Linked DNA regions of Rattus norvegicus: region 1 is linked to region 2. A link is a contact called in public Hi-C data. All regions are on one chromosome and are shown on one strand. Each heading gives the region's core, a stretch centred on a gene start, on an enhancer-like site or on the middle of the called end of the contact. The rest is flanking DNA. Distances are from core to core; before and after follow the strand shown. Region 1 holds the start of Yap1 (Yes1 associated transcriptional regulator). Region 2 overlaps Yap1 (Yes1 associated transcriptional regulator).

Region 1 (5,815 bases), core at 1,012-3,511, 59 kb before region 2:
TGAGTGCACTATTAAAGGCATGCACCAGCACTGTCTGCCACTCCAACTTTTACTGCAGATATTTTGTCCAAAGGTTTTGCTTGTGGCTTAACTTTTGGCTTTGAGAAAGAGGGAGTGCTGTCAGGATTCAAAAAGAGCTGTGATCCCACAGGCTTGGCCACTACCCATGAAGTAATCTGCAAACACAGGGCAATGGCAATGGCTGACTACCAAGACCTCGCCTTTTGCCACACACTGGGCCAAGGACTTCATATCTGTTGACTCATTTAATGTCTCAACAACATAAGAGACATGAGGTGGACGTAATTACAAAATTAAAAAGCAGGAAGTAGTTTGTTCACTATCACACAGCTCCTGTGTGGGGAATGAGGTCCTGAACTCTAAACTCAGAAGGTCCAGAGCCTACAAGACTGTGGCTAAATGCCTTGGCACTTGGTGGGGTGTGAACTAATTGTGGGGTCAGTCCTAGGGTACATTTACCCTTCTTCCTCTCTAGGACAGGAAACAGGCTACGGAATAGTTGATTCAAACCTTACCTGTCTGAAGCTAGATCACTCCGCTCTACCACACAAGCAAAAGACTGCTGCTTAGAATTCTTCCGGGCATGTCTGGACTAGAGAAAGAGATTATCTTTTTGCTCAAGGGTCCTTTCTTTGCTTAATCCTATTTATACCTGTTTCACTCACACTGCAGACAAAATCATTAACACAAGAAACCAGATTTCTGGAGAAGAAATTTCTGTGTTTAAAATCAGTGTTGCACAACTCTGGAAATATACTCAAAAAGCACCAAACTGCTTAAGTGGAAAACTATAGTTATGTGAGTTATATTTCAATGAAACTATTTTTTGTTCTGTACCTCATGACTTCAACAAGGGACTGAAGAGATGGCCAGTCACGAAAAGTACTGGTTCCTAAGAGGATCCAGGTTCGAATCCCTGCAACTACATAGCTTCTCACAACCAGTTGTACTCCAATTCCACAGAATCTAACACCCTCTTTCGGCCGCTGTGAGACCTAGGCAAAGACATATATAGTCAGGCAAAACACCCAATATCAATAATTAACTTAAAAAACACAGATTTTTATCATTTTTTATTCCAAATAGGCTTCTGATAGAAGACTGACACACAGAGAACGGGGTTAAGGTGCTCTCCATTGAGGTTCGTGTCCTGTTCTCTTCACATTGTCTAACCTTGTACCAAGCACAAGAAGGAAAACCAACATGCTCCTTCAAGTTCAACAGTGACTTTTGTTTGGAGTTGATGTTCCCAGTGAAATATCAAGTCTTGATGTTAAAAAATTGGCATGATTTTTCACTTAAAAAAATGGTTTGCTGAGCAAGGCTGCCCACATTTGTAATCCTATCCCTTTATAGGCTGAGGTAGGGGGAGCGGAAATTTAAAGCCAGCCTCAGTTATGTAGTGAGTTGAAAGACAGTCAGTGCTCCAAGTGAGATGGCTCAGGGTACCTGAGTTCGATTTCTGGGACCCACAGTCAGGAAGAAAACAGATCCCAAAAATTGCCCTCTGACCTTCACCTGTGCAAGTGTGCTCACTCAATCAATATAATTAGAAAGAAGAAAGGAAGGAAAGAAGGAAGGAAAGGAAGAAAGAGAAAGAAAAGGAAAAGAAAAAAGAAAGAATAGAAAAGGAAAGAGAACGAATTTACAAAAACCGGGCTAGCAGAGGCCCTCACTTGGGAATCCTAGTAGTCGGGAAGTTGTGGCACGAAGATTGTCCGGAGTTGGAGGATATCCTTGGCTACAGGGCTAAACCTGCTTAAAACAAAACTTTTTAAAAAAGTAATACTATGCTTCTTTTTGTTAGATACTCTGAGTCAACTCCTGGTTCCAAGCTTCACTATGTAATCATTTACACCCGCCCTCAAGTGTTTTGTTGTTTCTTCTTCCAACTTGTGGTAAATGGAATCAATGTTAAAACGCGGACCGGATTAAAATCAGTGCAGGCGAACAGCGTCGCCTTTGCATCCAGCCTGCCCAGCGGGCTGTCGGGATTTCTGGCGGCCTTGGCGTTGCGCGCCGGTCCGGCAGGGTCTGCGCCCGCAGACGCGCCGCTCCGGGCCGGCCGGTGGGTGCGCACGCAGCGCGGTCGCCTCCGGGTCACGTGCGGCAGGGAGTCTGCAGGAATGTAACGACGCGCAGGGAAAGTTTCCCGGGGCCCGCGGATTCGGTGCGGGCGGGCGCGCAGAGGAAGGAAGAGCGACGAGGAGGCGGAGCCCGCGAGGCGCGCGGGCGGGCGCTCCTCGCAACTTTTTAGTTTGGGCGTCTAGAGCCGAAGTTTCTGTCTCAGTTGGGACGCCGCCGCGGCCCGGGGCAAAGAAAGGGAGGAAGGAAGGAGCTCACGAAGGGGAGGGGAGGGGGCCTCGGGCAAGGAGTGCAGGGCGATGCGGGCGCGCGACGCAGCCCCCCGAACCTGAGCGCAGCGCCCCGAGCGTCGAACGAGGCCGCAGCCATGGAGCCCGCGCAACAGCCGCCGCCCCAGCCGGCCCCGCAAGGCCCCGCGCCGCCGTCGGTGTCTCCGGCCGGGACCCCCGCGGCCCCGCCCGCACCCCCGGCGGGTCACCAGGTCGTGCACGTCCGCGGGGACTCGGAGACCGACCTGGAAGCGCTTTTCAACGCCGTCATGAACCCCAAGACGGCCAACGTGCCACAGACCGTGCCCATGAGGCTTCGCAAGCTGCCCGACTCCTTCTTCAAGCCGCCTGAGCCCAAGTCCCACTCGCGACAGGTAAGGACAACGCGGGGGCCCGGGGCCGCGTGGGGGTGCTGGGCTGGGGGTTGTTTTCGCGGAGTTGGCGGCCGCGGGGGCAGCACAATGCGCGCGCCTCCGCTCCGCACCTTCGCTCCGACCATGGGGGAGGGGAGGTGGGGGGAGGGGGCCCGGCGTCCCGTGCAGGACTCCAGGCCTGGGGTACACGGTCTCCCCTTCCCGCTCCACTGGAGTGTCCCGTGGAGCCGCGTTAACTACCCTCTTGTTTTCCCGTGTCGGTGAGGGGTGGGGGTTGAACCGGTCCATTGAGTTTCTGGTTCCTTCTCGTCCCCTCCCCCTCCCTCTCCCGAAAGCTTTTCTGCTCTCGCGGCCCAGGCGCGGTCCGGGTGCAGGGTTCGGTCTCCCCTGCCCCGGCGATCCCGAGAGTTGGCCGAGCTCCCTCGTCCTCCGCTCGCCTCTGCGGTACCCTGGAACTCGCGCGGGCGGGATCCTTTCACACTCGGTGGGCTCACGTGTCCCTTTCCCAATCGTAACCTATTATTTACTGTTCGGCCCGAAAGCTTTTAAATGAGCCACGTCTGTGCGTTGCGCAGGAGCTCGGCGCGCTCACGGTGCAGAGGTTTCTGCGCTGGCCTTTGATAGCGCGTTGCAGGTTGACTCATAGGCCGAGTTCTGCCTGGCTCAACTGTGATTAAAGGTAATGTTTGGGAAGCAATGACTAATTCCAGGCTCGCCATTGCTCTTTAACTGACTGCGGATGTGAACATGGCTGCTTATCCACATCCACGACGCCTGGTTATTTTCCCAACTGGATCCAACACAGAAGTGAAACCGTTTCAAAGTATTAACATTCCGATAGGTCCTGGTAGATTTTTCTTCAGTGTCTTTTTCCCCTCCCGAACCCCCCCCTCCCCGCTTTCTCTTTTTAATTACTTAATTTTTAAAGAACTTGCTTTAGGCTAAACCAGTATAGGATCTTTGCCCAAAACTTAATTGGTTTTCCAAACACTGCCATGTTGTTAGCCCACTCGGGCTGTAACTTGAGTGGAAAGAAGAGTTTCCGCCCCCACTCCAGCCCCCCTCCTAGGCAGGCCTGCTGTAGAACCGGGTTGTTGGAGCCACGAAAATCTCGATTAACCTCCTACAAAAAGTCTACTTACGGAGGAAGGAAAAGTTATGTAGCTGCTAGTCTAAATAAACTCTTAATTTGTAACAACAGTAGACCTAGATACTATTCATTGCTCCCTCCCCCAAGTGGGATTCTGTACTCACTGAACTAATGTATGTTGGCATGCAATTGAGAAACGGTCGGGGAAACTTTGAAGGAATATCCAGACTGAACGCTCCATTTTGTAGCACTTAGCAGTCAGAAGGAATGTACCCGGGAAAGTATGCAGTACCTAGTTCCACTGGGTCGTTCGTGGGTACTTTTGCCTTCTCTCTATCGTTTTCAGAGAAATTCACCTTTTCTATGTGCTAATGATTTCCTAAAATTTAATCTTACCTAGAAACTCAAAAACAGGGGTTTTTGCTATGGGGCTTTAAATGACTGCTGAGGCCCTTCAGTCTTCTTATCAAAATTAATTTAGAAAAACAAATGTTTTGATAATCCTAGTTCCAATAAAAGGATTAGATTATGAATAGTATGTATCTGAGTTTGTAAATAATCATCTATAGGCTCCTGCCTGAGAATTCTTATATCCCCTCTGGCTTGGAAAAACTACTTTACAGACAAGTTCATTCCTGATACCTGTCTAACATTGATCTGACTAGACCCCAAATTCGAATCATTGGGGTCTTTGCAGATTTTTCCTTTCTCCCTCCCCCTGTTATTTGTGTGTGAATCCACAAATTAAAACTGAATTGATAAAGTCTTTATTTTCTAGGCCTGTTCTCTTCATTGGGGAGCTTTTAGCATTGGTGCAGTTCTGAGCCTCTGAATTCATTAAACGTATAATTTATAATGGTTGATTTATTGATCACATTTGTTCACAGTCAAAGTGACAGATGGGGGGGACATTAGATATTTAAAACAAAGAAAAAGTGCACAGTCATCTCCAGGTTTTGTTCTAGAACCTGGAAAAGCAACCACACTGCTTAGAAAAATTACTGATTTATTTATTTTGGGTTGTATGGGGTAATCATTGTTCTCTGCTGCTAAGTCACCTTATTAGCCTAGTCCTTGTTTTCACACTGTCTAGGGGGCAGACATTAATTCACATGGACTGTTCGTCAGTGAAGTAACATTTACATTGTGCTGACTTTCCTTTGCTGTTCCTCATAGGCCAGTACCGATGCGGGCACTGCTGGAGCCCTGACTCCCCAGCACGTTCGAGCTCACTCGTCTCCAGCCTCCCTGCAGCTGGGGGCCGGGACACTCACGGCCAGTGGTGTTGTCTCTGGCCCGGCCGCCACCCCTGCTGCTCAACATCTCAGACAGTCTTCCTTTGAGATCCCTGATGATGTACCATTGCCAGCAGGCTGGGAGATGGCCAAGACCTCTTCTGGTCAGAGATACTTCTTAAAGTAAGTGAGGATGTTGCTGGGAGGTGGCAATGTCGGAATGACTATTCGTATTATTATCTTTTTCAAAACATGATTCAATTATTTATTACTTTGCTGTTGCAAAAAATGGAACTCAGCCTATAAATGGTAAACCAGCATATTTTACCATTGAGCTGCACCCCCAGCATGCTTGTTCTCCCCCCTACCTCCCTCTCCCCCTCCCTCCCTTCCTCCCTCCCTCTCTTTCTCTCTCCACACACACACCCACCCACCCTTTAGGATTGGTCATATCTTGAAAGCTTGATTCATTCTTGGTTCAGAGACTGTTTGCAAACTTTTGGCAAAATGAAATAATTTCATTTTGAGTTTGTATCAAATTTGTTAATTAGCCTGGCACAAAACAGAAAAAAACATGAAAAAATATAAATTTTTAAATACCAAACCTGGCATAGATATGTTTTATTATCTCTTGTGCCCCACCTCATGTCTGTGTGTCTATTTGTCTCTGCCTGTGTTGGGGGGAAGGGAGGGGTGGTCTTCAAGCCAGGACCTTGTGCAGTCTTTCAGAGTAAATGGTTG
Region 2 (5,114 bases), core at 363-2,862:
TCTCATAAATCCTAAGATTTATTTAACTGGTTTGCCTTGAATTTCAGTAAGTTCAGGGCCAGCCTGGTCTACATAGTGAGTTCCAAGCCATCCAGAGCTACACAGTGAGACAGCTAACAGCTTACTGCTCTGTCTTACTAACGATATGTTTTATTAACTATAATTGCCTCTTGAGGAAGTGATGCCATAAAGAGCTTTCTAGTTTTTTCTTGTTTGGTTTTCAAGTCTCAGGTTACAAAAGACCAAACTCTAGAAATCTTTCAGAAACAGCCCAACTTGGTGTGTTTATTTCGGAAGTAATGAAGAACTCTAGGACTCAGAGATGAGCTGGAAAGGAGACTGATAAGACCCGGTCTGTCTTGGTTTGGTTTTGAAGCAGGGTTGGTCTTGAACTCACTGTGTAGAACAGGCTAGCCTTGAACGTGGGTCATAAACTGCACCTCCACACCTGGCTAAGACTCTGACCTTGAGCAATGGCAGCTTCTGCTGTCTTCAGGATTGTTGGTTTACATTGCTGCAGCCGAGGCAGACCATTTGTAAGAATATGCATTTTTGGAGTTAACTTTTCATTTCCTACATTAGATTTCTAGCTCACAAAGGTGACCCTCCTTAAGCAGGTGGTTGCCAACTTGCCCATGCCTGTGTGCCATGCAGTATCCAAAGGCACATGCTTTGCAGCATATCTCAGTACTGCCAAAGACAGTACAGACTGACTTGGCTGCACCCGCAGTTGACTACCCTTAGTATTTTCATATGCAGCAAATAGGATTCAGTAAAGTTAAACCTGTTGTCAGCTTCAAGAAACTGTCAAAAGCTAGAGTGGTAATCAGTTGAAATGAATGTTTAACACGTGAATGATGGAGGGGGGTGGATCACTTTGTTTTTGAGTTTTTGCGTAAAGTAGTCTCCCTGACTTCCTTTTGTGGGGGGGGGGGGGTCTTGTTTTCTGTGGTCCAGCTTGGCCTTGAACTAGAATTCTGCCTCAGTCCCCCACTACTGATTACAGGCTGGAGCACACCTGGCTTCCTCCCCACTCCCCTCTTTCTTAATCACATCTTGGGCATTAATTGAATCTAAAAACAACTTCTCTTCCTATATAAATCAACCTGCATGCAGGGAGCGCCATTACCTGCACCCTCTGTCCTGTGTCAGAGGTTACTTCTTGGAGCCAAGGTGCTACAGGGTTTCCTGTCTCTAATCTGTGTGCTTTCAGTAAACAACCTTGTGGAGTTGAAAGCACTTTAGGTAAATGGCATGTGACAGGCACACTTAGTAAACAAAGCGTTTTACATGTTGTCAGCGCCTCTGAGAAGGCTTTAGGCAGCTCTCAGACGTGAACGGAAGATTGGAGGTGCATCCTACTCTGTGCTGCACCTCGTCAGATGCTGAAGGAGAATGAACGTGAAATCAGAGCTGGCTTTTTCAAAAGATCCTCTGTACGCTGTCCTATGGGAACCAGTGTTGCTGGGGCTATAGCCTCCGTGGCGCAGCATTAGCCGCCTCAGTACAGAGACACAGCCATTGTCCTGTAACTGGGTCAGTGTGGAGCAGCTGTACAACTTCAGCCTGGGGACATGGTTGGACAGCCTACAGGAGTGACTTCACCCAAAGCACTGGATGTTGCAAGTTGCTCTGTCTCCAAGGAGCTTGGGGTTATTTCATCTTGAACACAGTGCCTAAAATTAGACGACTGAGCTAAAAATACAAGATGGTCCAACTTCTCTTTTCCCAAAGGTAGTTGGAAAAGTTTGAAAGTCTTACAAAATGGGGAAGTAAGCAAGTCAGAAGAAGTTTGGCCAGAGCCAGGTCAGTCTTCTGCCCTGTGTCAGAGATCAAATAGTTCTGCTACTAGAGTATTTGACTTTTTCTAAATCAAGTATTTTTAGTGCATTCTCTTCTGTAATAATTCAAATATGCAGTAGTTTTTCCCAGTGAGCCTGTAAATCTCAGCTAATCTGGGACATGTTTAGAGTCCTGCCTTGTGAGTAAAGTCAGTGGTCCCAGCCTGATCTAGATTTCTGTGGTGCTTCATGAGGAAGATGGGTTTGCCTGTTTTCCAGAATGAACTTGAGTTTCCTGCCTCTGTTGAAACCTGGCTCTTGTAGCCCAGGCTGGCTTTAAGACTGGACCTCCTTCCCCTAAACCTTCCAGGTGCCGGAATTACAGGTGTGCACCGTCACGGCACCTGGCTTGGGTCTATGTAGGGGTGTGGGATTGTGTACTCTAGATAAAAGGGTACACACCATGTTTGTTTATTCACACAAAACTTTAAGTTGTGTTAAGGGAATGACAGGAAGCACAGTGTCTTCCTTTCTGAGGACATGAGTGATCTTGCCTTGAGTATAGCTGCTTATCTGTGTGTCCACGACAGATGTCTTTGTGGTTCTGGTTTCCTTCAAATTGTTGCCAGCCTTGTAGCGCAGAGTACTGTCACCCTGTCACCTTTTTTTACTGATCCTCTCAAGGACGGGTAGCTGGATTTTGATCATGGCTCAGGGCCTTCTTGGAGGCTCCTTGGGTGACTAGGAATGAACAACTAGCTGCCTTCACATCCCAGGTTGCCTTTCTTGGTAAGTCTAGACTTCGAGATCTGCATCGTCTGCCAGTGGGAGAGACTGAGGTGGCAGTGGGTCAGGAAGTGCATGCTTAGCAGTTAGGAACACGGGCTGCACTGACAGAACCTGGATTTTCCAGCATCCATGTGGTAGAGCACAGTTGTCTATAACCTCAGTTCTAGAGGGTCCTCACCCTCAAACTTATACCAGTGCATGTGCAATAAAAATAAGTAAATTAAAAAGAAAAACCAGTAAAAGCAGAAGAGCAACAGAATTCAAAGAGCAGAAACAGAGGCCTTGAGACAGTTTCTCTGCGTAGCCATGGCTGTCCTGGAACTCACAGATTTGCCTGCCTGCCTCTGCCTCTGCCTCTGCTGAATTAAAAGTGTTCATCACAACCAACAAGGGGCTGCTATTAGTTTTAATGCATGCAGTGATCTTGGAAAAGCACAATCTTCAAAAGAGCCAAGATAAAAGATTGTTAAAATACTATGAAAATTCACCACACTACAGTTATTTCTATTAACTGTTAGCTATGGCCATGTACCGTTGACTGAACACAATTAAAAACCAGATAGACCAAAATGGGTCTCTTTGATAAAATGCATCTGAGGTGCTAGGATATGGGTGGAGGCAGCCCCTTCCTAGCATGTCTCCGTAGCATATCGGTAGCTCTCCGTAGCATATCGGTAGCACTCCGTACAGTCCTGGGCGTGTTCAGTTTCAGGATGCTATGGATTGATTATTCAGGGTTGCTACCATTTTATTCAATAAAACAGCCTCTTGACTCTGTCCTTTCAGGACATAGGTTAATGCAGGATGCTCCACAGCCTGCTATGTGCTTGGGGTTTAAAGACGTGGCCTGCAAAATCCAATCTCAAAAATGCAGCTGGGATCATTGGAGTTAGATAGGAAAAACATTGCCTTCCTTGAGCCCTAAATAATAGAAAAAACACTGTCTTAGCAAGAAGCCACGCATGGGAGAGCGAAGTTTGAGAAGCTGTGGGGATGCTCCACCACTAGAGTCACTTCTCACCTTTCAGGGTGATGTAGTCAGCAAGGGAATTCTGTCTGACAGAACTGGGTTATCACAGGAACCACTGCAGAGTGTTGGCCTTTGAGCAGAAACAGCCAGAGGATCTAAGACTGGGCCTGAGAGTCTCAGTGTTCTTGTTGAGATGGGGAAGCAGTGGACGCAGGCATGACCCAGTAAAGAATACGCAGGCAGACTTAACACATACACACACCACCTAGAAAGGTATAGGGCCTATCAATAAGTCATGGGCTTGTAGAGAGAGGACAAAGGAAACCAGAAAAGGCTAGAGCAGGAAGGGCCCGGAGTGTGAAGGGTTAAATGGGAGATGAGGTCATCCAAGAACTGGTTTCCTGGAGCCACACAGGGAAAACACAGTCCTGAGAAAGTGCAGGGGTGCACAGTAATGACATATTAGCCAGGCGGTGGTGCACACCTTTAATCCCAGCCCTTGGGAGGCAGAAGCAGGTCTTGAGTCTGAGGCTAGCCTCATCTACAGAGTGAGTTTAAGGATAGTCTGGTCTGGATGGGAAGTTTAATATAAGAAACAATGGGTTATATAGTATTTCATACATGTTTATCATAGTGTGCTTTCCTCATATGTACCCCACACAGCATCCTCTTGATCTCTCTTTGTTGGTCTCCCCCACCAAATAACCCACCTTTCCTTTTGATGCCTTTGTGGGTGTATATACTTTTTTAAATTGAGATTTTCAGTAGGAGAAACTGTAGGATACTTGTCCAAGTTTTGCTTGCTTTGTCCACTATCTTCACCCATTTCCATGAGTTCTCTTTCATATTTCATATCAATCAGTTAATCTACACATCTGTTGCTGGGCCTCTAGACGTCTTTCTTGCCTCGGAGCCTTGGCTGTTGTGAGTAAAGCAATATCACACATAGGTGTGCAGATGTCTCGGAGTTCACATCCCTCTGGTGTTTACAGGAGTGGTTCTCTGACGGCCCTCGTTCCTAGTGTTCCTCTGTTTATAGAGTGAACTTGCTCTCTAGCGGTGCACAGGGTTTCCTTCTTCACCCCCTCGATCTTTACAGCATTTGGTGTTGGTTTTCTTTATAGTAATTTGGACTAGTTTGATCCTGCATTTCCCTAATGACTGAGAAGTGTTGTGGAATTATGAGTTATGGAAATACTGTTGAAAAATCAGCTACAATGAATACTGTTATTGTCCATTCATAATTGAAGAAGTTTTAAAATTTGAGTTCAAATTTACCAAAAATGTAAGGTAATCTTTCCCTCGCACACGTGCACAGACCTGAATACTCAGTACACCTCTAGGTAAGGAGCTCCAGTGTGAAGGACATTAGGCCTGAGGATGTAAATAAACCTGGATTAAAGAGAGGAGACACCATAGCTGTAGCTGTGTGGAGGTGTTGATGGCTCAGGCCCTGAGCGAGCGAAGATGTGGCTTTAGATGTGGCTGGAGGAAACTACCTTAAAGGCAGCCGTGGGTCTGGAAACGGCAGAGACCTGACAGCATGCTTTATAGAAAACTCAGTGTTGCAAGTC

What was found. A called contact is a pair of places that touch in the nucleus more often than the background predicts.
Region 1: a Hi-C map of psoas muscle shows a contact between it and region 2, with 2.4 times the contacts expected there. The contact joins the promoter of Yap1 here to the enhancer-like site in region 2. A contact is called at or near these places in 5 of 12 Hi-C or Micro-C datasets (the A7r5 cell line, kidney, liver and 1 more).

What each region holds. Positions count from the first base shown.
Region 1 is chr8:13,447,883-13,453,697 of GRCr8, reverse strand. Yap1 (Yes1 associated transcriptional regulator) reads left to right here and starts at 2,261. Exons shown (of 8, transcript NM_001394329.1): 1 at 2,261-2,749; 2 at 5,016-5,257. The coding sequence starts at 2,474.
Region 2 is chr8:13,388,574-13,393,687 of GRCr8, reverse strand. All of the region lies in intron 5 of Yap1 (Yes1 associated transcriptional regulator), which reads left to right. Among named protein-coding and RNA genes, the nearest start is that of Yap1, 60 kb to the left of the region's middle. Within about 2 kb of position 1,612, at least 23 of the 93 cell types and tissues checked have an H3K27ac peak or open chromatin away from gene starts, as enhancers often do.